7 separate regions of the Mus musculus genome follow, and regions 2, 3, 4, 5, 6 and 7 are each linked to region 1. The links are chromatin contacts, called in public promoter capture Hi-C maps. All regions are on one chromosome and are shown on one strand. Each heading gives the region's core, a stretch centred on a gene start, on an enhancer-like site or on the middle of the called end of the contact. The rest is flanking DNA. Distances are from core to core; before and after follow the strand shown.

Region 1 (3,097 bases), core at 389-2,888:
AGAGCATTCAACTATACAAGATGTCACTATCAGAAAGGACATAAAGATGCTTCAGCCAGGAGCGGCAAATCACATCTCCAGGAGCCTAAGGACAATGAGCATGAGAGAAAGGATCTGAGGAGAGAAAACAGAGTGGGGGAAGGACTCTGACAATCTGGAGAAAATAAGTCTGCTTGACCCACTAAAAGATTCCCAAGTCTACTTCCTCAACTCTGTCCTCTTCCTTGTTGGATGGGGCCAAGCAAAATGTTCTCCCACACAGCCAGATTGGATCTCTGAATCATGCCAGTGTCATGGGAGAATCCAGATCTATAGGGGAATGTTGTTGTCTAAGGCCACTGTGTGTCACTATTGATTTATATCATGTGGCTAGAGCTTGGGAAATTGGGAACAGGATATATGTATACCAGTGAAAGACAGGAAAGAGTTGAGGCTTCAGTTTTCAGAAGATACCAATTTCATCATGGTTGATTTCAGCAGGGAGAGGAGTTGTGAGTTAATACTGTTAGCAATCACCCATGTGTCTGTCTGCTTCTGTGTTAGTGGTTTTCATTGTTTGGATTTTCAGAAACATGGTAGTCTTCACTGGGGAAATTTGTGTCATGATTAAACACACACACACACACACACACACACACACACACACACACACACACACACACCCCTCCTTCTCAGTATTAATCACCTTCTCCCATAATTAGTAGTTAAAATGTCAAAGGAGAAGGAATTAATTAAGAGAACTATCCAGTGAAGCAAGTCATGTGCTGCCAGGCTCTGGGGCTGATTATAAAAAGAGTTTCTTTAAATATTTTGAACACTTTTGGGAGTCAGAATCCTTCCGTCTAATTGAAAGATCCTTCATTATACCCTTAATTCTGGCTGGTGGCCAGGGATGCAGTCCCGGGTAAGGTAGAGGGTGGAAAGCCTTTCTTTATCCTTAGGAGACTCTCTCCACCCTTGGAGAGGATGGCCACAGAAGTTTAAAAAAACAGCAGGTGTCCCAGACGCCATCTGAGGACAGAAAGAGCTTCAGTTTGTACAGAGTCTACTGTTAGGAGATACTATATAGCATTTCACAATAATCCGGTAAAACAGGTGGTACTAACACCTCCGTTCTACAGACGAGGAAATTGAGGCTTAGGATGGTTGGGAGTTCCCCGTGTTACATGTTGACAAACTGAGAAAGAAAACATTGACTCTAGGTGTAATTCTAAGCTTTGTTCTTTCAATGGAATTCTGAAAATTATTCTCAGTTCTTCTCTGGATCGCTTCCCACCCTAGTTTTGACAGCTAAGCCAAGAGACAAGACCCGCGCAAGGAGGGTGGAGCTAAGAGCACAGCGCCCCGCCCAGGCGTGGTTTCAGCCAATGGTGACATGACACTGGCGGCCTTTCGCCCAATCAGCCATCGCTCCTCGCCCCCACCCTTTCTCCTCTGCCCCGCCCCTTCGCTTTCCCTTTGCCTCCACCGAGCTTGACCGAGCGGAAAGTCCCTTCAGCCAGCACCCTGCCAGCAGCCATTGGAGGAAGGTCTGTTACAAGAAAACCCAATCAGAGCGCACGCAGGGTCGGATCTCTGAATACGATTGGCTAGCGCGGCATCTACCCTCTCCGCCTCCGCTCCTCCCTCCCCGCGGGCAGTTCGGAGGCGGGGCAGGTGGGGGCGGGCCCAGGTAGCAGGTTCGGCTGCGCGGGGGCCCGCGCGCCTGAGGTAAATACTGGGGTGGTGGGTGTGGGGCGCCCGGCCGGCCCGGGACGCTGGTTCTGAAGCCCGGGGCTGCGGCGCTGAGCGGCGGCCGAGGCGGGTGAGTGTGCGCGGCCGCGCGGCTGACGCTAGGTCCCCAGTGTTCCTGCTCTGCCTCAGGCGCCCTGAAGCGCGGAGGCGACCGTCGGGCCTCAGCGCCCGCCCGTTAGCTGCCCCGGGCCGACGAGCTTCTGACGTCAACCGCGGTTGTCACCTCCAGCCTGCCCGAGGGCTCCCGACTCGCGGGACTCCTGCACCACAGGGCTTGGGTAGGAGCAGTGCAGGACTCCGTCTTTCTCTCTGGCCCGCCGTCGTGGACAGATGGGGAAACTGAGGCCGGGACCCTGCCTGGCTCCCAACGGCTGCAGGAGGCAGGGAGAATCTCGGGTTATGGTACCTCACGTCTGTGCTGTTTTGTGGGGTGTTGGTGGCTCCGCTCCCGGAAGAGCAGTCTGGCCTCGCTAATGGCGTGTTCTGCTTTTTCTTTCAGTTTCTCTGGTCTGGAGGGAGGGGGGAGGAGAGAGGATGGTTTTGCACAGTTGTGTAGTTGGAAGGTGCATCCTGTTGAGACAGGTACCTTGTTTTTCCTTTTATTATTATGGTCAGCCTTGGAGGAGACCGCCAAGTCGCGAATGATCATGGTCTGGAACTGAGTTCATCTGGGTCAGCTGCCAGGTTATTCATGTCCTTGGCATCTTTTTCTATTCCACCCCTTGGCATTTGCATGTTTTAGGGGTTTGTCATCCTCTAGCCACCAAGCCTTGCAATCTCCCAACCCCCACTATCCCCGCCACCTTCCTCTTTTTGATTTTCCCTGGAAAGTTGTCTCCTTAGAGGAGCATTCATTCATACCTTGCTGTGGTGTGTGTGTGTGTGTGTGTGTGTGTGTCTGTGTGTGTCTGTGTTGGGGCTAATCAGGGATTCCTAATAAGATTGCTCATTTTTGTAATCATTGGCTCCAGAGAAGAATGCAGGCATCAAGAGGGCGTGCATTCAAACATCAGTCTCTTGCACACCCCCTCATACCTCAAGTAGGTTGAATGGCCCCAAGAATTTAGCCTGCTGCTCCCCGCTGGGTAGTGGGTGGATTTGCACTAGAACAGTATTGAAGGAAAGTGATTTGCTGGAAATTCTTAGTGAAGTTCATGTAATTTGAATGTTGACAGTACCCAGAACATTCTCTAATGTTCTGCTGCAAAATTTTAAGGTATTCTTTAAAAAAAAAAAAAAAAGCCTTGTTTGGACTGGAAACTTTTGAGATGAGCTGATAAGACCAGGAACTTGTTATGTAAAAATGACATATTAAACAGAAGATACCTAAACTGTGGTTAAGTGATTTAAGGAAGTCTTTAAT
Region 2 (3,097 bases), core at 434-2,933, 2.6 Mb after region 1:
ACCGAGAAGAAAATTGTTACTGGTCTGATGTAGGTAGATGGCACAGTGAATTCTCCCTCTTTGCTATGATCCACTTACAACCTTCCCTGCTTTCCTCACATATGGCATGCTTTTATCTTGCTCCTAAGGCTCTTCTGTCTCCTCATACTTCAGAGCTCAGTCCAACTGACCTTTCCTTAGAGTTTCCCTTACTGTTCTGTGTTAATTTTCTTCCTGGTTTCTAACTTTTCTTTTTCAAGGGAAGCCCAGGCTGTCTAGGCTGACATGAAATTCACCAAGAACACTAAACATACTGGCCTCAAATTCTCTATTTTTTCCTTGTGTTTTTTTTTTCTTTAAAAAATGGGGGGGGGGGTCATCTCACTATATAAACTTGGCTGGAATTCAAAGATCTCCCTGCCTCTACTTCCAGAGTGTTACGATTAAAGTCGGGTGTCACCATGCCCTGAGTAGACTCTGAATTTGTCCTGAGTGTGCCACCACCCTGCTGTGGCTTATTGCTTACAGCAACAGCCTTTGTCATTATCCCAGAGTTGTATCGTAATTCATTGTCATGTCATGCATTTTTAACCTAGTATATTTTCACACCTATATCATAGTTTCTTGCTTATATCTGTCCCCTACCACTCCCCCCCCCATCTCTCTAGCTTCCTCTCACTGGTCTCCTTCCTCCCCCAAATAGTTCCTCTTCTGCTATCTGATGTCACATAGTAGACATTAACGCTATCATTTATTGAATGAATGAATGAATGAATGAATGCCAGGCACTGAGTTTAAACAAAGTCTCTGCCCTGTAATGGCTTTAACAGACTATGGGAGTAGTCAGATGAGAAACAGTAATAAAGAATAAAAGATAGGCCACTAGAAACTGATTGTGGTGGTGGGAACTTGAGGCAAGACCTATTATTGATTGAATTTGAGACGAGCATGGGCTAAAAAGGCTAGTTTAAGGCCAGCCTAGGATGCATAGGGAGACCCCCTTTTAAAAACTAATCGACAATCAGCAGCAGCAGCAACAACAACAACAGTAACAAGCCAACAACAACAACAGTAACAAGCCTCTTGGGAGGCTTAGGTTCTACCATCCAAGCCCAGTTTCTGGGAAACAGAGTGAAATGTGACTGGGACCTTTGAGTTGTAGGACTTAGGGTTGCCAATTCTTATCAGCTGCGTTTCTGGCTGGGCGGGCGGTCAGGGCGAGTCAGATGCAGGCCTGCGGATGTGGAGGTGTGTCGGGATGGACTGCTTTCCACGCAAGAATCCCAGGTCTATCCTGGGCTTCGAACAGACTCCAGGCTCAGTTGTGAGGCCGCGGAAGAGCCAGCCAACCTGCATTAGCCCCCACCTCACAGAGTACTCACCTCCGCGTTCGCCCTCAGCTAGCTACCGGTTGCTATAGCGCCCAGGGCGCGAGCCTCTGCAGGCCCAGAGGAGCACGGGAAAACAGTGAGTCCCGTTACCCACTGGGAAATGTAGTTCTCCGTAGGGTGCGGGCCGTCGGCGGGTCGCGTAGCGGACTACGCTAGCCCTGCTAGCTGACTGGAGAAATTCAGCTCCGGAGCCCAAGGAGTACTCGGGAGTCTCGCGCAGCATTCTGGGAAGGGTAGTTCTTCTAGGTATTAGAGCAAATGGCTCCAGGCGGGAGAGAGCCGTTGAGAGAACTACACACAGGAGGCGGGGTCCAGGGCGAGGGGGAACACGGCCCACGGTGGCGAAGGCGGCTTTAGTAGCAGCATGAAGCGCGTCCAGACCGCGGAGGAACGAGAGCGGGAAGCTAAGGTATGTGGGGCTCCGGGCGTCTGGGATTCTGTGTTAGTCCCGGGCTAGAGGCAGGGGACCCGCAGACCCGCTGGGATGGCTGAGTGGATGCTCGGCGTTAAGCCAAGGGGTGTCAGGGCCTTGTTTGCAAGAGACCTGCAGACGTGGTGTGAGTGTGCGCGCGCACGTCTGTGCTGTGAATTCATATTGCTCTGGATGCAGATCTGGATACAGTTAGTCTTGGTCAGAAATGAAAAGATAGACATCTATGTCCCTGTCCTGCTTCTGTCCCTATTCCTTGGTTATATTTGTAGCCACTCTCGAGCCTCAGTTTACCAGTTTACCACCTGTGTGTTTTCAGCTCGAGCGCAGCTGAGCCACAGATTTAGTATGGTGACATGTTTTTATTTGGAGCATTGCCTCAATGGCCAGATGACTTGTCTGCGTGGTCAGCACATCAGATACGCTTTACATAGCTTCTGTGGGTAGTACATTCCTGGACTCCGTCCTTGCTGTTCAGCTTTCTGACAGTGGACACTCCTTGGGATGACAGTAACAGCAACGGCGACTTATTTGCAGCATTTTTTTTTTTTTGTATCAGACACCTACATTAAATGCATAATTATTTCATATCATTGCAGCAGATGGCAAGACAGATATTACATAGGTAGAGTATAAACAGTCCGTTATGAAGATGAGCACTGGAAGCTCAATATTTTCCTTTTCCCCCATCCCCAAAGTTGGGACCTATTGATTTGTTCTAACTTATCAGCATTCAGTCCCCCTCAGTGGACACAACAGATTCTGCCCATCTTAAAAGTCTCTCTTGTCTGTAGCTCATTTGGCCAAAGGCCCTTGGCTATGCCGTTTGGTGCTTATTCTATGGTAGGTAAATACTGGCAGCGAGGATCAGTAGGAAATAAAACAGGTACAGTACTTGCTGTCGTAGAATTTTGTCTTGTAAGATTCCTAAGTCAGTTAGGAATCTAAGGGTTTTGGGTCTTGGGTGTAATGGCCTGAGTTATGTATTTTACAGACATGGACACGGAGTCTGGCAGAAGTTGGCCTTTGCTCAGGGCCTTTTGTTTCCTAGGTGGCATTAGGGATCAGGAGCTGCCCCTCTCTAATCTCCTAGCTCCATTTCTAGTCTCTTTGTGAAAGACATTGAAGTACTGGCTGATGCGAAGCACAGGTAGTTGTGTTAAGTCCTAGACAATGTCTCAGTAATCGTAAGTGATTGCTTGACTTTCTGTTCAGCTAAGTTAAGGCCCAGTGTATAGAGAGAATCTTGCAGTCATTTGTTGTGAACAATTTGATAAGTTTTGACTGTACGTATATG
Region 3 (3,097 bases), core at 221-2,720, 2.4 Mb after region 1:
TATACCAGTATCTCTAATCAGCAGTGCCTTGTGGGCATATAGCATCCATGGGTGGGTACCAGCCAGTGCCTATAACTGCTGCCGTGCTTTCCAGGAGACAGTGTCACCCAGTAATTAAACCAGAGGACAGGGATCCCACTTCTCCCACTAACTTGCTGACTTGCAGCCAGGTAGGGCTTTGCAAACCTGCTTTTAAAGGTGGCTGACACCATAGTGCATCAAAAATTCAAGGAGGGTTATGTTCCTGTTTGGCTCAAATGAAAACTATATATTTTCCTTAAGGACTAGTAACCCACTGCCTAGACACACATGTTTTCTCAAGGTTTTTCTTCACCTCTTGAGAGGCGTGGCATTTCCTATTTGTAAATGTACTGGCACTGGGCACCTTTCATGTCTTCTGCCTTTAAAAATTCAGTACATGGCCCTCAGTTCCTCCAAAAGGTACCATGTACCGTCCAGCGCAGCCATATTTTTAACTCAGTGGTTCCAATAGCAACATAAGCACAAGGAACCGTAGCCAACTTTTCAGAAACTACAGTTTGCTAGATGAGCAATCTACCATAAGCATAGCATGACATCGTCCAATAGTAATGACAGATGTAAGGAAAACAGGTTCCATCCTTATTCGCAGAAAATACCACCAGACTTCCTGCTCCTCTGACTCTTAAAAAAAAAAAATGATTGCATGCATTTACACAGCTGAGCGAAGTCTGCATCTTCACCTATGCGACAGTGAGTATACCGCAGAGGGCCAATGAGACCTAGCTACCATCGTTCTTCTGTGACACAGAGCTAACTAATGTTATCACCCCAAAAAGGGTTTACGAAATTCCACATTAAGAGGCCACCAGACAGGACCGAGGAAAAGTAAACAGCCCGGGCCTCCGACAGCCCGGCTGGCTGGGCAGCTAGCTGGGCCGGGCACCCTGGCCCGGGGCACAATCCCATTTCGGAGCACGTAGAGAATCTGGACAAACCTGTCCCGAGGTGATGTAAGGCTGGTGCCCGGCCCTAGCCTGGAAGCGAGTTGGAGGCTGGCTGGGCCCGCTAGTCTGCAGCCGAGGCCGAGAGCCTGGGGCTTCATGTCAGCCCCTCGCCAGACAGACGGGACCCAGCGCAGGAGGGGCAGACCAAGCGGAGCAGAGCGCCACCAACCCTGCCGCCCTCTTCCTCGGGTGCAGCAGGTGCCTGCAGCGCACAGGTGCGGCCCCGCCCCCGTGTCCCCGCGCGGCCGCCGTCGCCCCGGTCCCTAGCGCACCCCAGGGAACCGAACGCCGGGCCGCGGACACAAACCCTCTGTCCTGACGACTCGGTAGCCACCAGCCCAGAGGTGAGACGCTTACCTGGATGCCCTCGGTGCGGAGCGCTGGGGGCCGAGCGCCACCGCGGGCCAACAGCATCTCCGGCTGTCCTGCAGCCCGGCCCCTGCCGCTCCTCTCCCGCAGAGCCCCGCCCCGCCCTGCCCTCAGCGGGACACGCCCTGGACACGCCCTAGACTGGGCGCTTCCGCTCGGATACCCATGCCGAATGGCTCTCTCTCGCCGTCCATCAAAAACGTACTTCCGGGAGGTGTTGGGGCTTGGAGCTCCGTCCTGCCAATCAAGTTAGCGCCGCTCGGGTGGGGCCGCGCTCGTACCTCCCCCTTACGTAACAGCGCCCAGGGACGAGCTGTCAGTCAAAGAAGCTTCAATCCCTGGGGAGGCTGGGACGAGAAACAAACAGGCACCAGGCCGCCATTGGACGTGGCGTGTGTCAGTCACCATGGATACCCACCCAGAGGTTTATGCGGCAGCCACTATAGCCAGTCTCCGGCAGTGATTGCTGCTAGCTCTTGGCTCCGCCAAGCGTCAGCCGGTATCCAGGCCTGGACTCTGAGCCACTGGCTGGAGAGGGAGGTCTGCAGCTCCCTGGTGGGAGTGATGGGATTTATTAATCAACTTGCTTAGGAGACAATAAGTGACACAGAGTAGAATTTAGCTGAGGTAGTGCTACCTTTACAATAAATCCAAAGTTATCAGGCTTGTTAGAAAGAATTCTGTAAATGTTTCTTCCCGGGGATTGATGTGCATTAGGTTCCATTCCCATAACCAAAAAAAAGACAACCCTGATTTACAACCAGCCATTAAACACATTAGCGTATCAAAGAACGTGTCTCTAACGGATACAAGCATCCTGAAGTTCTGGCCTGACATAAAGCCCCGTTTCTCTGGAGAAAAGCATAATTCTGCCCAGTGGCCAAGATGACCCTCTGTAACGACTATTATCGAACAACACTGATGTACTTAAGAAATAATTCTGGCGCCGGGCAGTGGTGGCGCGCACGCCTTTAATCCCAGCACTTGGTAGGCAGTGGTAGGCAGATTTCCGAGTTCTAGGCCAGCCTGGTCTACAGAGTTCCAGGACAGCCAGGGCTACACAGAAAAACCCTGTCTTGAACCCCCCCCCCCAAAAAAAAAAAAAAAGAAGGAAGGAAGGAAGGAAGGAAGGAAGGAAGGAAGGAAGGAAGGAAGGAAGGAAGAAATCTGGCAATATTTGGCTGTGTAAATCTTAAATGGCCAGACTTGCAGCCTACAGTCTCTGTTTCTACTGTGGCCTGCATCCCTTAGTCCCTACTTGTTACAAGATATGTCTGGCCCCTACTCTAATTTTTCCCCGCCCGGGAAACATGCTGCCTTTCTCCCTAGAAGCCCTTCCCCATGTAACTCAGCCATTTTGGTTACCTGCTCCTTTCAGTTTACCCCTTACTCTCTTAGCCAGTCTCTTAGACCAAGCTGCCTCTCTTGGTTGGCAGCTCCCCTTCTAGCTCTCTGTTTCCACATCTCCTCAGGTGGCGCAGCTCAGTCTGGGGATGTTCACTCTCCCAGATGTCTCTGCCTCTGTCTCTGCACCCCCTTTTATCTGCCATAAACTTTGTCCTTCACCATACCTAACAGCAGTCGCTTCCTTTCCTTTTTTGTCATTCAAGAGGCAGGGCGTCAGGGGAGCTTGCCTCTAGTCAGCCCCTCCACAGATCTGTCAGGGGCTTGAGAACCAGGGAACCGGTGTCACAAAGGTCTCTAGCACCGAAGTTGGAGGCCCTCTCCCATGGCGGCGTGTA
Region 4 (3,097 bases), core at 397-2,896, 2.4 Mb after region 1:
TTTGAATACATTGGTGTGTGTCTTCAAGCCTGTGCACACTGTGTGTAGAAGCCATAGAACAGCCTCAAGTGTTATTTCCCAGGCCCCTCTCTTTTTCAGATCCTGCCTCTCACTGGCCAGCAAGTGAGACTCTCCTCAGGACTCCACCAGCTTATGTTCTCCCCCCCCCCCGCCCCCCTCCACCCCCCCCCACCCCTCCACCTCCCCACACACCTCCACGCCCCCCCCACCCCACCCCCCGCTGCTGAGATTACAAGCCAACCCTCCATTCCTGGCTTTTAACACCTGCTCCCGCAACACATGTGAGTTATACAGGTTGATCTCAGGTGAGGGATTTTTTTTTTGCCACTGAGAATCTCCCCAGCCCTTTTCAATCAATGTGTTTATCTCCACTAGATTCTCTTCACCACTTAAGCCCATGCAATGTGCCTTAAAAGTTTCTTTTCCGTGAGCAAATTCTTTGAAATTCCCTTCATATCTAAGCTTAGTTAGAGATTCGGTAGCTTTAACACCTCAAATCATAAATATAGGAAAGTTTCAAGCCCGGGGACAAAAGGCTGAGGTGCCTATTTAACATATCAAAGAGGACCTGGCTGCTCTGTTCTCCTGGTAGCCCTCAACCTCTACCTGTTACCATAGCCAGCCCCCTACCCAAAACTCTCCAGCTCAAGGGGTGGGCTGTGCTTTCCTATATAATCCAGACATTTTAGTTTCTAGCTCGGTGTACCTTTGGGCCTTCTAGCTGCTGCACCTGGTTCCCCTCTCTCCCCTCTCTCCCTTCACCTCCCGCGCCCCCTCCCCGCACTCTCCTCCCTCAGGTGGCTCAGGGTCATGTCCACTCTGGACTCACTCAGATGTCCCTGCTCTACGCTCTTCCTTTTATCTGTAAGAAACTTTAGCCGTATCTAGGAGCAGTTATGTGATAGCTAATATACATTTTAAGTTATTCTTGAAAACACATTCATGATTATTTGTGTGATTGAGGGTTGAGGGTTGAGGGTTTTTTATTTTGTTTTTGTTTGGTGAAGTGAGATCAATTCTTAGCTCAATATACCTTTGCCATTGATAGCGTTGACATAGGAGTGTCACTTGAGGAATCCTCTCTGTTGGATTGACCTGTGGGTCTTGCCTAGGGAGGTGGCGGCCGCGGGGGTGGCGTTGTATTAAGAAAGTAGCTGATAAAGCAACGGGGAGCTAAGTCAGTAAGCAGCGTCCTGCTTTAACCTCCGTCAATGATGAACTGTAAAGACTAAAATGAAATAAGCCCTTTCCTCTCCGAGTTGGTTACAGTCCGTGTTTATCTCAGCAACAGAGACTAGAAAGGGCAGGCAAACTATTATCTTTACTTTGGACCTTTTAGCTTTACTATCTGAGGACCTCTAGGTGAGGATGTGTGTAAAGGGCTTATATACTAAATCCTGTCGATATTTCTTGGTCTTTTTCTCTTCAAACGAGCCTTCTGAATGGTCTCACTATTGAGAGATGCTTTTTAAAACGGTAGAGGACGTGTCCATTCACCCCTAAATGATGCACAGCTCGTTTTTTGCTTTCTTCTTCCATGACTTTTGGTCTCCCTGAGATCCCGGCCGAGACTACATTTCCCAGCAGGCCGTGCTCAGACCTACGGGTGCCCGCATGGGACTGAGGAACTTTGGGGGCGGCACAGTAGCAGGACAGGCTGCTGACGGGCCGGCGCTTCGCGGTTTGAATGGCTGCGGGCCCGGGCCCTGAGCGCATCTGAAGAGCCGCGGCCTCGGGGTGCGCCATGGCATCTGGAGGCAACCAGTCGCCACCGCCTCCTCCAGCTGCTGCAGCCAGCTCGGAGGAAGAGGAGGAGGATGGCGACGCCGCGGATCGCGCGCAGCCCGCGGGGTCCCCGAGCCATCAGATCCAGCAGCGGTTCGAGGAGCTGTGCAGCCGCCTCAACATGGACGAGGCGGCGCGCGCCGAGGCCTGGAGCAGCTACCGCAGCATGAGCGAGAGCTACACGCTGGAGGTGCGTGCTCAGATCCTCCGTGGAGATCGGGGACTCGGGGTGGCCCTAGGATCACTTGGTCGTTTGCCCCGCACCATTGCCTCCCCCTGGCTTTGCGGCCGTCAGAGGAAACTCATTAAGTTTCAGGCTTGCTTACGTGTGAGAATGGCTTAGGATTTATTGTCCCCCACCCCCCGGGCAGATGAAAAGCGGGTGTAGACACACAACATTTGTTGCTGAACTTGGGCACTCTTTTTGGCTGTCATCCAGGTGTAGGCTTGTTATGTTCCGTTCTTGGGACGGGGCTTTGCAGTTGACGAAAATGGCTATTCGGGCTAGTGCCTGTCAACTCTGCAGGCACCTCCCCTGTATGGGCCAATGGGAAGTGACACGGAAGTCCGGATTGTTTTTCAGCTGCCTGTGCGTATGACCCTTTGATTTTATATATGGAAGCTTATCGAAGTAGCAGAGCAAAGAGGCCCCCGACCCGAAGGCTAAGCAAGGTGTTATTTAACTATGATATGGATGTACTTGTGCCATTCTTCTGAGTCGGTTTATTTCTATTTTTTTAAAAATCGACACACATCGAATTCCCCTCTCTCCATTTGTTACACTCACAAAAAAAAGAAACATGGCAGCTTTAGACCTGTGTCTGAGTGACTCTGGACAAGTTTTTAACCACAGTGAAACTCAGTTATGTTGTGTGAGCAGTTTTGTTACTTGTGCCCACTTCAAAGTGCTTACCTAAAGCTTAACTAAAGCAATGTGTGTATGTGTGCAGAAAATTTCCTAGACTGAAGCAGTCTGGCTGAAGAGACCGTAGCCGCCTTCCTTACCCAGTGTTTCCGATAGCCAGGCAAAGAGGAGAACTTCTGGTTTGAAGGACACAAATACTCCCAAACGAATTCTTACTTCACCTTAGAGATGACGCTGTAAATTAGCAAGAATGAGTATTATAACATAGCAGAGACTTCAAATCACAGACTAAGTCATATGAAGCCTGGTGTCACATATGCAAGTGGCATTTAACAGATGCTTAGTAAATTAGTGTGTGTGTGTGTGTGTGTGTGTGTGTGTGTGTGTGTGTGTGTGTGTGTTGGTCAGAGGACGGCTTTGGGGAGT
Region 5 (3,097 bases), core at 162-2,661, 2.3 Mb after region 1:
ATATGGGCTGTTTTCTGAGACCACTTCTGGGGAATGTCAGGAAATAGAACAGGAAAAGCAAGAGTTGGATTCATGCAGTAACTGCTATTACTCAGTAGAGAGCCTTCTGCCCTGAATGAAAGTGCAAATACCTTTAAGAGCTCATGTATTCTGAAACCAACCTAAGCTTTGGTTTTTCTTTTCTTTTTCTTTTTTTTTGGGGGGGGTGAAAACATGAAAAATTGTGATTAGGGAGGTATGTAAAGCCACGTACATTTGGTTCTGATTTAAAGTTAGACTATTAAAAAGACCTGTTACTCTAAATAATACCTTTAAAAGGCTCTAGTTTTATGGTTTTTGTGCTTTTTTTAACATTAAGGAAACTATTAGTACTAGTGAACCACTTTATTACTTCATCTAGATTTAATTAAAGGGAATCATTTTATGTAGTTATTCTAAAAGATTTCATATTATTTCTATCTTAAACATTTTTACATACTTTAGAGAACATTTAATTTCCTCCACATTTATCCCCAAATAATTATCTAACAGGAACCATTTGATGTAACTTTTAGGTTTGGGACTAATGTGTGAAACTGTATATAGTTTAAAATGTGTGTTGCCTAGGGAGTAAATCAATAGCTAAATAAAATAACCCTTCATTTTCATAATTGTTTCTAAAGAAAACTCATCCAGCAATAAAGGTATTACTAATAGAATATTGCATTTCTAAGCTGTGAACTAGTTCAAAACAAAAGCAGATCTTTTTAGCCTTAATTTATAAAGAAAAATAAATAAAGGTGTCCCTCAGCTCTCATATTTGAAACTGGGCCAAGTGAAGCTTTGGGAGGATTGTGAGCTCACGGCCACGAGCATGCTACAGCCTTACTCAGAAAACCATGAGAGACCAGAATGGGATATACTTTCAAAGGTTTTTGTCCTAAGACATCACCAGCATAAAGGGTAACATTCTTTAAATCCCTGCTAAATATTTTTAAAATAATTTATATAAATCAGATCCTTGTGATTCATTACAGAAAAGAAGATCAAATCGACAAATTAAGAGGAAAAAATATGCAGAAGATGCAGAAGGAAAGCAATCTGAAGAAGAAGTGAAAGGCAGTCTGAGAGTTAAGAGGAACTCGGCTCCTCCGCCTGGAGAGCAGCCTCTGCAGCTGTTTGTGGTAAGACTAAGCCCGAGCCAGCCACCAGGAACTCAAGAGCCCTTGTTTCCTGGGCTTCCTTGTCTAACTCAGCACCAGAGTCTGTATTTCTACTTTTACTTTTTCTCTTATGCACTGTGAGCCAAACATTCAGCCACTGTCAGTTTGATTTGAAACCTCAGGCAAATGTTTATCTTGATTAGCTCGAGGCTCCAGTTGGCCGCAAAAGCGGTGATAGTAGAGGTTTTGAAATGAAGGAGCGCAGCATGGTTAGTAGTGGCCATGCAGATGATGTCAGGGCAGTGAGAATAAGACTTGTTTCTCGTTCCTGACATTTCACATAGTGCTCAATGTGAATGCATTCTTGTTTGTTAAATGACAACCTTTTGAGAATATATTCATTCCATCATAGATTTTTCCCTCTTTCTCCTAGGAAAATCCAAGTGAAGAAGATGCTGCAATTGTAGACAAAATACTAGCTTGTAGGACTGTAAAAAAGGAAGTAAGTCATGGTACATTATACCTTACATGGTGTAGTTTCTGCCCTGCTTGAATCACAGTTGTTCATTTTAATGTTTTAGGTATCACCTGGAGTTATGCTTGATATAGAAGAATTTTTTGTAAAGTACAAAAATTAGTAAGTATTTAAATTAAAAATTATGGTGTAACATTATGATGTTTAGTTAAATATAAATTATCTAACTTGTAAGTATATTGAGTTACAATTAATATACTTGCTTTTTAAAAAGATTTACTTATTATATGTGAGTACACTGTAGCTGTCTTCAGACACCCCAGAAAAGGGCATCAGATCTCATTACAGATGATTGTGAGCTATCATGTGATTGTTGGGATTTGAACTCAGGACCTTCAGAAGAGTAGTCAGTGCTCTTAAGCACTGAGCCATCTCTCCAGCCATACATTTTCATTTTATTTACATTTTAATAAAAATTTGTATTATTTATAATTTCAAGAACTCAATCATTAAAAAGTAAAAAAAAAAAGTTGTATTTGAAATCTTTTGTCACCAGGCAGCGGTGGCACACACTTTTAATCCCAGCACTTGGAAGGTAGATTCAGGCAGGTCACTGAGTTTGAGGCCAGCCTGGTCTATAGAGCTGGTTCCGGAACAGACAGGGCTGCACAGAGAAACCCTGCTTCTAGAAACAAAAAGATAGAAAGAAAGAAAAAAAGGAGGAAGGAAGGAAAACCTCTCATGTTAAGATTGAATATTTGAAATTATATGAACATGCAAGAATATTATAAAATATGATTTTATAAACTATAGGTACTTATCCCCTTTCTGTTTTGAGCTCTTTAGGTGTTATTATGTTTATACACAACAACTGATCTTTCGGTTGCTGTGTCAGATGTATTCATTGATGACTTCACTTTAAGGTTTTCCATTTTTACCTTGGTTAAATCAGTGGAGTGACCAGTTGTGAGGAAGTGGATTCCTTTTGTATAGGTTCCAGCTTTTCTTCATACATTGACTAACTCTTTCAAAAAAAATTGTGTGGGTTTTAATGCACATGACTTTGATCGTGACAAAAATCAGTATAATAAAAAATAAGTCATGTTGTAGAAATAGCTTCCGGACAGCTTATCAAACCATGGAGACAAACCATGACTCCTCAGCTACAATTTCTTTAGCATTCCAGGATCAAGATGGCTGTTTTAGAAGTCTTATGAAATTTATTGAAATTGAATGAAGTGATTACCTATATGTAAAATGAAAACTAATATTTTTGTATTGGATAATTTAATGCAAAATACATTTGGAGAAACATAGTTTTCTGTATCATTCTAATGTATTGTTTTTCTATAACTTCTAGCTCTTATCTCCACTGTGAGTGGGCCACGGAACAGCAGCTTTTGAAAGATAAAAGGATCCAGCAGAAAATCAAGCGATTCAAGCTGAGACAAGCACAGAGGGCACACTTTTTGGCAGATGT
Region 6 (3,097 bases), core at 180-2,679, 2.2 Mb after region 1:
CATCAGAATTTACTGTGTGGAATTGGAACTTCCCAACAAAATCAAGTTAACATCATTTTTATGAATATGTAAAATGTATGTATTATTTTAATTTAGGTAAGTAGCTCACAACTGCTTGTAACTTCAGCTCCAGAAGATCAGACATCTCAGGTCTTTGTGGTTACCTGCCGTCATGTATGTATACCTATACAGAAAGAAGCATAGTTAAAAATAACTCATTTTAAAATACTGAGCAGATTTGTTTATCTTTCCAAACTCAGTCTCTTTTTCTATACAGTGTGACTAACATTGGCACCAGTCATATAAAATTATGTTCTATATTGACAACTTGCTGCAAAAGAAATCAAGGAAAATACCCACTTACAATAGTTTAATATCCACAAGAAATGCAGCCAGGAAGGTAAACTATATCTGTGAGGGTAACTTCAGGACACACACACACACACACATAGGAGGAGGGGGAGGGGGAGGAGGAGGAGGAAGAGGATGAAAGAAATTGAAGAACGCACCAGCTGATCGGAAGATCGCCTCTGTGTGTCTAGAACTGATAGGGGGTGGTTTATATAGACATCTCACCAGTGGCTAAAAGCTCACAGATGTTTGCTTCAGCAGTTGAGGCTCTGCTTTAACTCCTACCAACTCAAGGAGCTTCTCTGAACTAGGCGTGGTGGCATGGAGGAGCTCTGTGAGTTCCAGGAAAGTCAGGGCTACATAGAGAGACCCTGTCTCAAAAATTAAAAGAAAGCAGCAGCTTCTCTATCCAAGGTTGAGAGCATCATAAATCTGTGGATATAAACACAAAGTGTTTATCCTTAGTTTATCATAGAGAGCAAGTAAAACTGCTTTTCTATTTCATCTCTCCTATGAGGATTAGGTAAGAAAGCAAGTCACAGCAACTTCTGAAGAGCATATGGAGAGAAGGGACCTTCATTACTATTGATCAGAGTGTCAGCTGCTGTGGCACTGTGGAAATCTCATAAAAAGAACAAAACAAAACTAGTTCGAGCTGTCATCTGACCCAGCTCTACTTCCCTGGGCATACACTCACAAGACTCCCACCACAGAGATGTTGTGACCATGTGGTCTTAAGTTGCTCCTCCTGTATTTCACCGTGAGGCTTGATGCTCGTTGTGGGGTTTGCATAGATGTCCTATTTAGCAAATTGTTGGCTACTCCCTTCTAGTCTTAATTGCTGCATCATGAGTAGTTACATCATGAGGGATAGTGAATTTGAGTATTTGTTTTCCTTTATCACAAGATAGGATATAAAGCTTTCATGAGGCTCTTGCTAAGCTGTACTCTGTGAATTAATTTTCAGATAGTAAACTAGGCTTGCAGGTTGGAGAGATGGCTTAGTGCTTAAGAGCACTGGCCACTCTTTCAGAGGATCAGAGTACAGTTTCCAGGATCCCACATGGTGGCTCACAGCGATCCTGAACTCCAGTCCTGTGGCTTCCAACACCCTTTTCTGGCCAGGTTTGTACAGACATGTATACAAACAAAACACCCATATTCATAAAATAAATCAATAAAATTCAGAAGCAAAACCCAAACAAAATAAACAAAGTTCTAAAAAGGAGGGGATATCTCTCCTTTCCATTAAGAGAGAGACAGAGACAAAGACAGACAGACAGACAGACAGGTTAGGCTTGCATTCCTAAACTCTATCCTCCATGCTCAGTCTTCCTCCCTGCTCTCCATGCTCTATGTTCTCTATCCCCCATGCTCTCTTCTCTCTCTCTTTCCTCTATTAGCTGCTGGTTTTTGGTTGAGAGTAATTTGTGTCTACAGTTGACTTTTGGTCTGGAGTTTATTTGATTTTGGTTTTGATCTGTGACTTTAGTTCATTAGTTGTAACTGTTTACTTTTCTTTTGTTTTAATAGGCCATCTGGATGAGTGTATTAGTAAATGATGCAATTAATTAGAAAATATTTTTTAACCTCTGGCCAGAAGTTAGTTGGAGACTTTCCCTCATATCTTACAGCAAAGGAGAAAGATATGTTTTGCTTTTAATAAGTAACATCAACAAAGTAGCTTAAAATTTTATATTGCACACACACACACACACACATTCACATACATCTTCCTCTTGCATCTCCTATTTCTGTTGTTGTTTTGAAACAGGGTCTCTCTATGTAGCCTTGGCCATCCTAGAACTTAGTATGTAGACCAGGCTAGCCTAGAACTCACAGAGATATGCCTGTCTCTGCCTCCTAAGTGCTGGGATTTAATGCAAGCATCAACACATCTGGCTGTAGTATGTTTCTTTTAATGCTGTGTGATACCAAATTGTGCTTAATATAATGGTTTAAAACAACACACTTTTTATCTCATTCTTTACTTGGGGCATGTGCCTTGTCTTTTTTCCTCCCTTCCTCTTTTATTTTGAGATATTTTTAAAATTATTTTGCTAGACCATATGTGTGAGCATGTGCATGCACATGTGTTGGATGGGTGCATCATATGGCATGGTGTGGATATACAAGACAAAGGACGACTGTGTGAGTTGGTTCTCTCCTTCCACCATGTGATTCTGGGGATTGGACTCGGGTGTTCAGGTCTGGCAACAAGTTCCTTTTAACTCACTGGGTCCTTTTACCAGTTCTTTTTTTTTTTTTTAAAGATTTATTTATTTATTATATGTGTGTACACTGTAGCTGTCTTCAGACACTCCAGAAGAGGGCATCAGATTTTTGTTACGATGGTTGTGAGCCACCATGTGGTTGCTGGGATCTGAACTCAGGACCTTTGGAAGAGCAGTCAGTGCTCTTAACTGCTGAGCCATCTCACCAGCCCCCTTTTACCAGTTCTTGAGATATTGTTTTTAAAGATAATTTAGATAATTGTAGATTCATATGCAATTTTTAAGAAAAAGATACAGAGAATTCCAGTGTGCATTTATACTCAGTTTCTACAATGGTAGTTTTTGTTTGTTTGTTTGTTTTGTTTGTTTAAGATATGGCCTTATATGGCCCAGGACGGCTTTGAACTCCTTCACGTCATCTTGTCTCTACCTCCAGAATGATGATCTTATAGGTTTGCATCATCATGCTTGGCTAATGGTAGCATCATAAAAGTACAATATAATAAAGCAGA
Region 7 (3,097 bases), core at 163-2,662, 2.2 Mb after region 1:
CAGGATTTCACTCTACAGCTCTGGCTGTCCTGGGACTCACTATGTAGACTAGGCTGACCTAAAGCTTACAGAGATCTGCCCACCTTGGCATCCTGAGTGCTGGGATTAAAGTTGTGTGTTGCTTGCCCTTAAACTCACAGAGATCCTTCTGTTTCAGTTTTTCACGTGTTGGAATTACAGGCATGTGTGTCCACCATGAAGTTTTCTTCTCAACAGCACATGAAAACAGCAGTGTTCATGACAACATCTTCTCCATCTTGGAGACTGGATGGTTCCCTCTGTATTCTTGACTTATCTTTGTCCCTAAAACCTCACTTCTTCCACCAGGCATGGTGGCGCACGCCTTTAATCCCAGCACTTGGGAGGCAGAGGCAGGCGTATTTCTGAGTTCGAGGCCAGCCTGGTCTACAGAGTGAGTTCCAGGACAGCCAGGGACACACAGAGAAACCCTGTCTCGAAAAGAACAAAAACAAAAAAAAAAACAACAACAACAACAACAAAAACCCTCACTTCTTCTGAAAAGCTTCTGTGGCCATACACTTTAGACCAGAGTGACAAGCATAAATGTTCATAGGGAATAAACAAAGTGGACCCGAGCAAGTGTTTTGCTATAGGGACACGTGGGCCGTGACATTTGTAGAGTATATACTTCTGCTTGGCTCCAAGATGGTAATGAACACAGTGGAAGACCTCAATGTTACTGAATCTCTAAAAATTTAGGCGTCTAAACTGTTAGGTAAAACATTTTGGCTTTTAAATGTTGGCAAGTCAGGAGTGCAGGTAAATTTATAGTCTTTGACAAGAACAAATAATTTTTGCATAGTGAGGGCCATGTGTAAAAAGATAAACAAAGACCTACGGTGGCATGTGCCTCTAGTCGTAGCTCCTGAGAGGTAGAGGCAAGAGAATCTTAAGCTTTATGGCCAGCCTGCTACATGAGGAGACCCTACCTATCTCACAAGACAAGAAGAGTAGAGCAAAGTCAGCCCGCCGCCAAGGCTCTGTGTCATCTGCTTAGTCCTGGGTTATTTTGGAGAAAGTAGCAGTATCTGAGTCATCTTGGCAGACTGGGAAAGATGTGCCACTGTGGGTAAGCCCCTCCGCCCAGAGCTCCGATTTCCTCTTCTGCAGACTGGGATGCACTCAAGGGTTCCCAACAGATGTCCATCTAAGTCCAGCACAGCTTCAGAAATGCTCTCTGGAGCTGGGGAGTGGCGGAGGGACCCCGAGGCTTGCAGAACGACAGCTGAGCCTTTGTTCTGTTTTCCTCCCTGGGATTTTTCTTTGCTTTTTCTGTTTAAAATCCTGGACTTCTGCCAAAAGTTTAAAAATAAAATCTGAGAAGTGTGTTTTCGTAAAGTTTGACGATCTGCGTTAGCTGCACAGCTCCACTGTAAGGTGTTACCAGCTTTTCTCCGTTTGTCTAAAGCTGCTTGTTTGCTCCCAGTTGTCACTGGGTCTCTACAGATAAAGGAGTCGTCCTCAGACATTACAGGGAGGGCCTACGGTACAGTTGAGTGTTAGAGCAAGGGCAAAGACAGGATGTACGCCCACATATACAGGCATACATGCACCCATGTGCATATACCACACACACCATGTGCATACACTACACACACCATATACACATGCATCCTTGCACAAACATAAACATGTGCACACAGACACACACAGAGAATTATAGAAAGATTCTGATACATTAGTTTATCAGATTTTGTTTTTACATCTCTTTTTTACATTTGTTTGTTTATTTATTTTTGAGAGGTCTCATCATGTAGCCCTGGCTGTCCTAGAACATCCTATGTAGACAAGGCTGGCCATGAACTCACAGAGATCTGCCTGTTTCTGCCTCCCTGGCTCCCCAGTGCTGGGATTAAAGGCATGCAACTAATATGCCTAGCCTTTTTTTTTTCCGGTGAACAGATATGTTCTTATTTCTAGTGTTATAGTCCTTATGAATAATGTAATCATATCTGCTACCGAAAAGCTTTCCTGGCCATTTATGGTGATGTAGCTATAGTTCCTGTTACTTAAGAGGCTTAAATCCAGGAGTTTGGGGCCAGTTTAGGAAACAGCAAAACCCTGTCAAAACAAACAAATAAAACCCACCATCAACAAAAGAAAAACAAACTCACTAGCAACAGAGCCTTGTTGAGTGTGTATGACTTCATAAAGCCCACCGACATTGCCCAGGGACCTCCAACCTCCAGTCACTCAGCTCAACTGACACGAATCTGAGTACAACTAATTCATTTCAAAGTGTTATCTTTGAGGTCAGATGTAGTGGCCCCTAGCCTATAATCCCGGCACTTAGTAGGCCCACAGCAGGAGCATCTGAAGTTCAAGGCTCATCTAGATTACACGTTTAAAAAAAAGAGCTCTAATTCGTTGATGACAGTATATGATGATTATGTAGAAGATTCAAAATAATAACCACAAAAAAAGGCAATTTTGTCTTTTTGTTGTCAAGGCAATTTTGTCTTTTTGTCGTCGTCGTTGTTGTGATAATAGAGAAACTAAGTCTGAGTGAGGTCCAGGCTAGCCTGGACCACTGAGACTGGTCCACCATGTGTTCCTCAGGCTCCCTCTAAGGTTGCTGGTAACTTTGAGAAGTCAGGTGGCCTGAGGACTCCTGTTTGAAGCTGTCTTCAGATCCTCTAGCAAACTGCTTTCAACTCTGGCTTTCCAGAGCTTCTTAGCTACAGAAATTGCCTTGAATGGAGGCTGCTAACACACAGCTCTTATTGTTCGCTGCCCTAATCTCAACCGATCAGAGGATCCGTGAATTTAAATTGCCCTTTCGAATGACCTGGATTTTTTTTTCCAGTGGGAATAAAAGAACTTCAGATGTGGAATGGAATCTGTTGATTTTCTAATGTTCCTGCTGAGTTTCTCCTGATGTAAAGAAACCTGGTTTTCCACACCTACTTTAAGGGGTTCAGGGTCCCTAGTGGGACTATGTGTGGAGACAATGCAACACAATTATTGATTACAGGACTTTTTTTTTTTTTTAACTTAGCACCTTGCTGAGGAATAATAAGCTAAGGCTGGGTGAGGGAAGCCTACCCAGTACCTTTCTCCAGCTGCTAATCTCCTA

The links. Promoter capture Hi-C pulls out the DNA fragments that hold promoters and counts their contacts.
Region 2: a contact with region 1 is called in a promoter capture Hi-C map of liver, with 6 times the contacts expected there. The contact joins the promoter of Fto here to the promoter of Cyld in region 1. A contact is called at or near these places in 4 of 39 promoter capture datasets (hippocampal neurons, liver and pre-B cells) and 2 of 115 datasets of contacts at active chromatin or transcription factors (astrocytes and regulatory T cell precursor).
Region 3: a contact with region 1 is called in a promoter capture Hi-C map of pre-B cells. The contact joins the promoter of Aktip here to the promoter of Cyld in region 1. A contact is called at or near these places in 4 of 39 promoter capture datasets (hippocampal neurons, liver and pre-B cells), 2 of 115 datasets of contacts at active chromatin or transcription factors (astrocytes and regulatory T cell precursor) and 3 of 9 other capture datasets (adipose tissue, embryonic stem cells and liver).
Region 4: a promoter capture Hi-C map of liver shows a contact between it and region 1, with 7 times the contacts expected there. The contact joins the promoter of Rbl2 here to the promoter of Cyld in region 1. A contact is called at or near these places in 10 of 39 promoter capture datasets (the 3T3-L1 cell line, the C10 cell line, frontonasal cranial neural crest and 5 more), 1 of 484 Hi-C or Micro-C datasets (B cells), 2 of 115 datasets of contacts at active chromatin or transcription factors (astrocytes and large pre-B cells) and 1 of 9 other capture datasets (liver).
Region 5: a promoter capture Hi-C map of pre-B cells shows a contact between it and region 1, with 4 times the contacts expected there. The contact joins the enhancer-like site here to the promoter of Cyld in region 1. A contact is called at or near these places in 6 of 39 promoter capture datasets (the C10 cell line, embryonic stem cells, hippocampal neurons and 2 more), 1 of 115 datasets of contacts at active chromatin or transcription factors (large pre-B cells) and 1 of 9 other capture datasets (liver).
Region 6: a contact with region 1 is called in a promoter capture Hi-C map of liver, with 4 times the contacts expected there. The contact joins the enhancer-like site here to the promoter of Cyld in region 1. A contact is called at or near these places in 8 of 39 promoter capture datasets (the 3T3-L1 cell line, the C10 cell line, cranial neural crest and 4 more) and 3 of 115 datasets of contacts at active chromatin or transcription factors (acute myeloid leukemia, astrocytes and large pre-B cells).
Region 7: a contact with region 1 is called in a promoter capture Hi-C map of hippocampal neurons, with 3 times the contacts expected there. The contact joins the enhancer-like site here to the promoter of Cyld in region 1. A contact is called at or near these places in 3 of 39 promoter capture datasets (hippocampal neurons, liver and pre-B cells), 1 of 484 Hi-C or Micro-C datasets (embryonic stem cells), 3 of 115 datasets of contacts at active chromatin or transcription factors (astrocytes, large pre-B cells and thymic regulatory T cells) and 1 of 9 other capture datasets (adipose tissue).

What each region holds. Positions count from the first base shown.
Region 1 is chr8:88,695,390-88,698,486 of GRCm38.p6, forward strand. It overlaps Cyld (CYLD lysine 63 deubiquitinase), which reads left to right and starts at 1,639. Exons shown (of 17, transcript NM_173369.3): 1 at 1,639-1,710.
Region 2 is chr8:91,311,842-91,314,938 of GRCm38.p6, forward strand. Fto (fat mass and obesity associated) reads left to right here and starts at 1,684. Exons shown (of 9, transcript NM_011936.2): 1 at 1,684-1,779. The coding sequence starts at 1,735. Rpgrip1l (Rpgrip1-like) reads right to left here and starts at 1,381. Exons shown (of 26, transcript NM_173431.2): 1 at 1,362-1,381.
Region 3 is chr8:91,132,557-91,135,653 of GRCm38.p6, forward strand. It overlaps Aktip (thymoma viral proto-oncogene 1 interacting protein), which reads right to left and starts at 1,471. Exons shown (of 10, transcript NM_001302266.1): 1 at 1,344-1,471.
Region 4 is chr8:91,068,411-91,071,507 of GRCm38.p6, forward strand. Rbl2 (RB transcriptional corepressor like 2) reads left to right here and starts at 1,647. Exons shown (of 22, transcript NM_011250.4): 1 at 1,647-1,996. The coding sequence starts at 1,766.
Region 5 is chr8:90,975,905-90,979,001 of GRCm38.p6, forward strand. It overlaps Chd9 (chromodomain helicase DNA binding protein 9), which reads left to right. Exons shown (of 40, transcript NM_177224.2): 6 at 1,017-1,163; 7 at 1,576-1,644; 8 at 1,724-1,779; 9 at 2,978-3,095. Among named protein-coding and RNA genes, the nearest start is that of Gm39221, 82 kb to the right of the region's middle. Within about 2 kb of position 1,412, at least 94 of the 459 cell types and tissues checked have an H3K27ac peak or open chromatin away from gene starts, as enhancers often do. A contact at or near this core is called in pre-B cells, where this site is marked.
Region 6 is chr8:90,943,397-90,946,493 of GRCm38.p6, forward strand. All of the region lies in intron 3 of Chd9 (chromodomain helicase DNA binding protein 9), which reads left to right. Among named protein-coding and RNA genes, the nearest start is that of Gm39221, 110 kb to the right of the region's middle. Within about 2 kb of position 1,430, at least 3 of the 459 cell types and tissues checked have an H3K27ac peak or open chromatin away from gene starts, as enhancers often do. A contact at or near this core is called in liver, where this site is marked.
Region 7 is chr8:90,893,284-90,896,380 of GRCm38.p6, forward strand. The region is part of intron 2 of Chd9 (chromodomain helicase DNA binding protein 9); the gene reads left to right. Among named protein-coding and RNA genes, the nearest start is that of Chd9, 66 kb to the left of the region's middle. Within about 2 kb of position 1,413, at least 76 of the 459 cell types and tissues checked have an H3K27ac peak or open chromatin away from gene starts, as enhancers often do. A contact at or near this core is called in adipose tissue and hippocampal neurons, where this site is marked.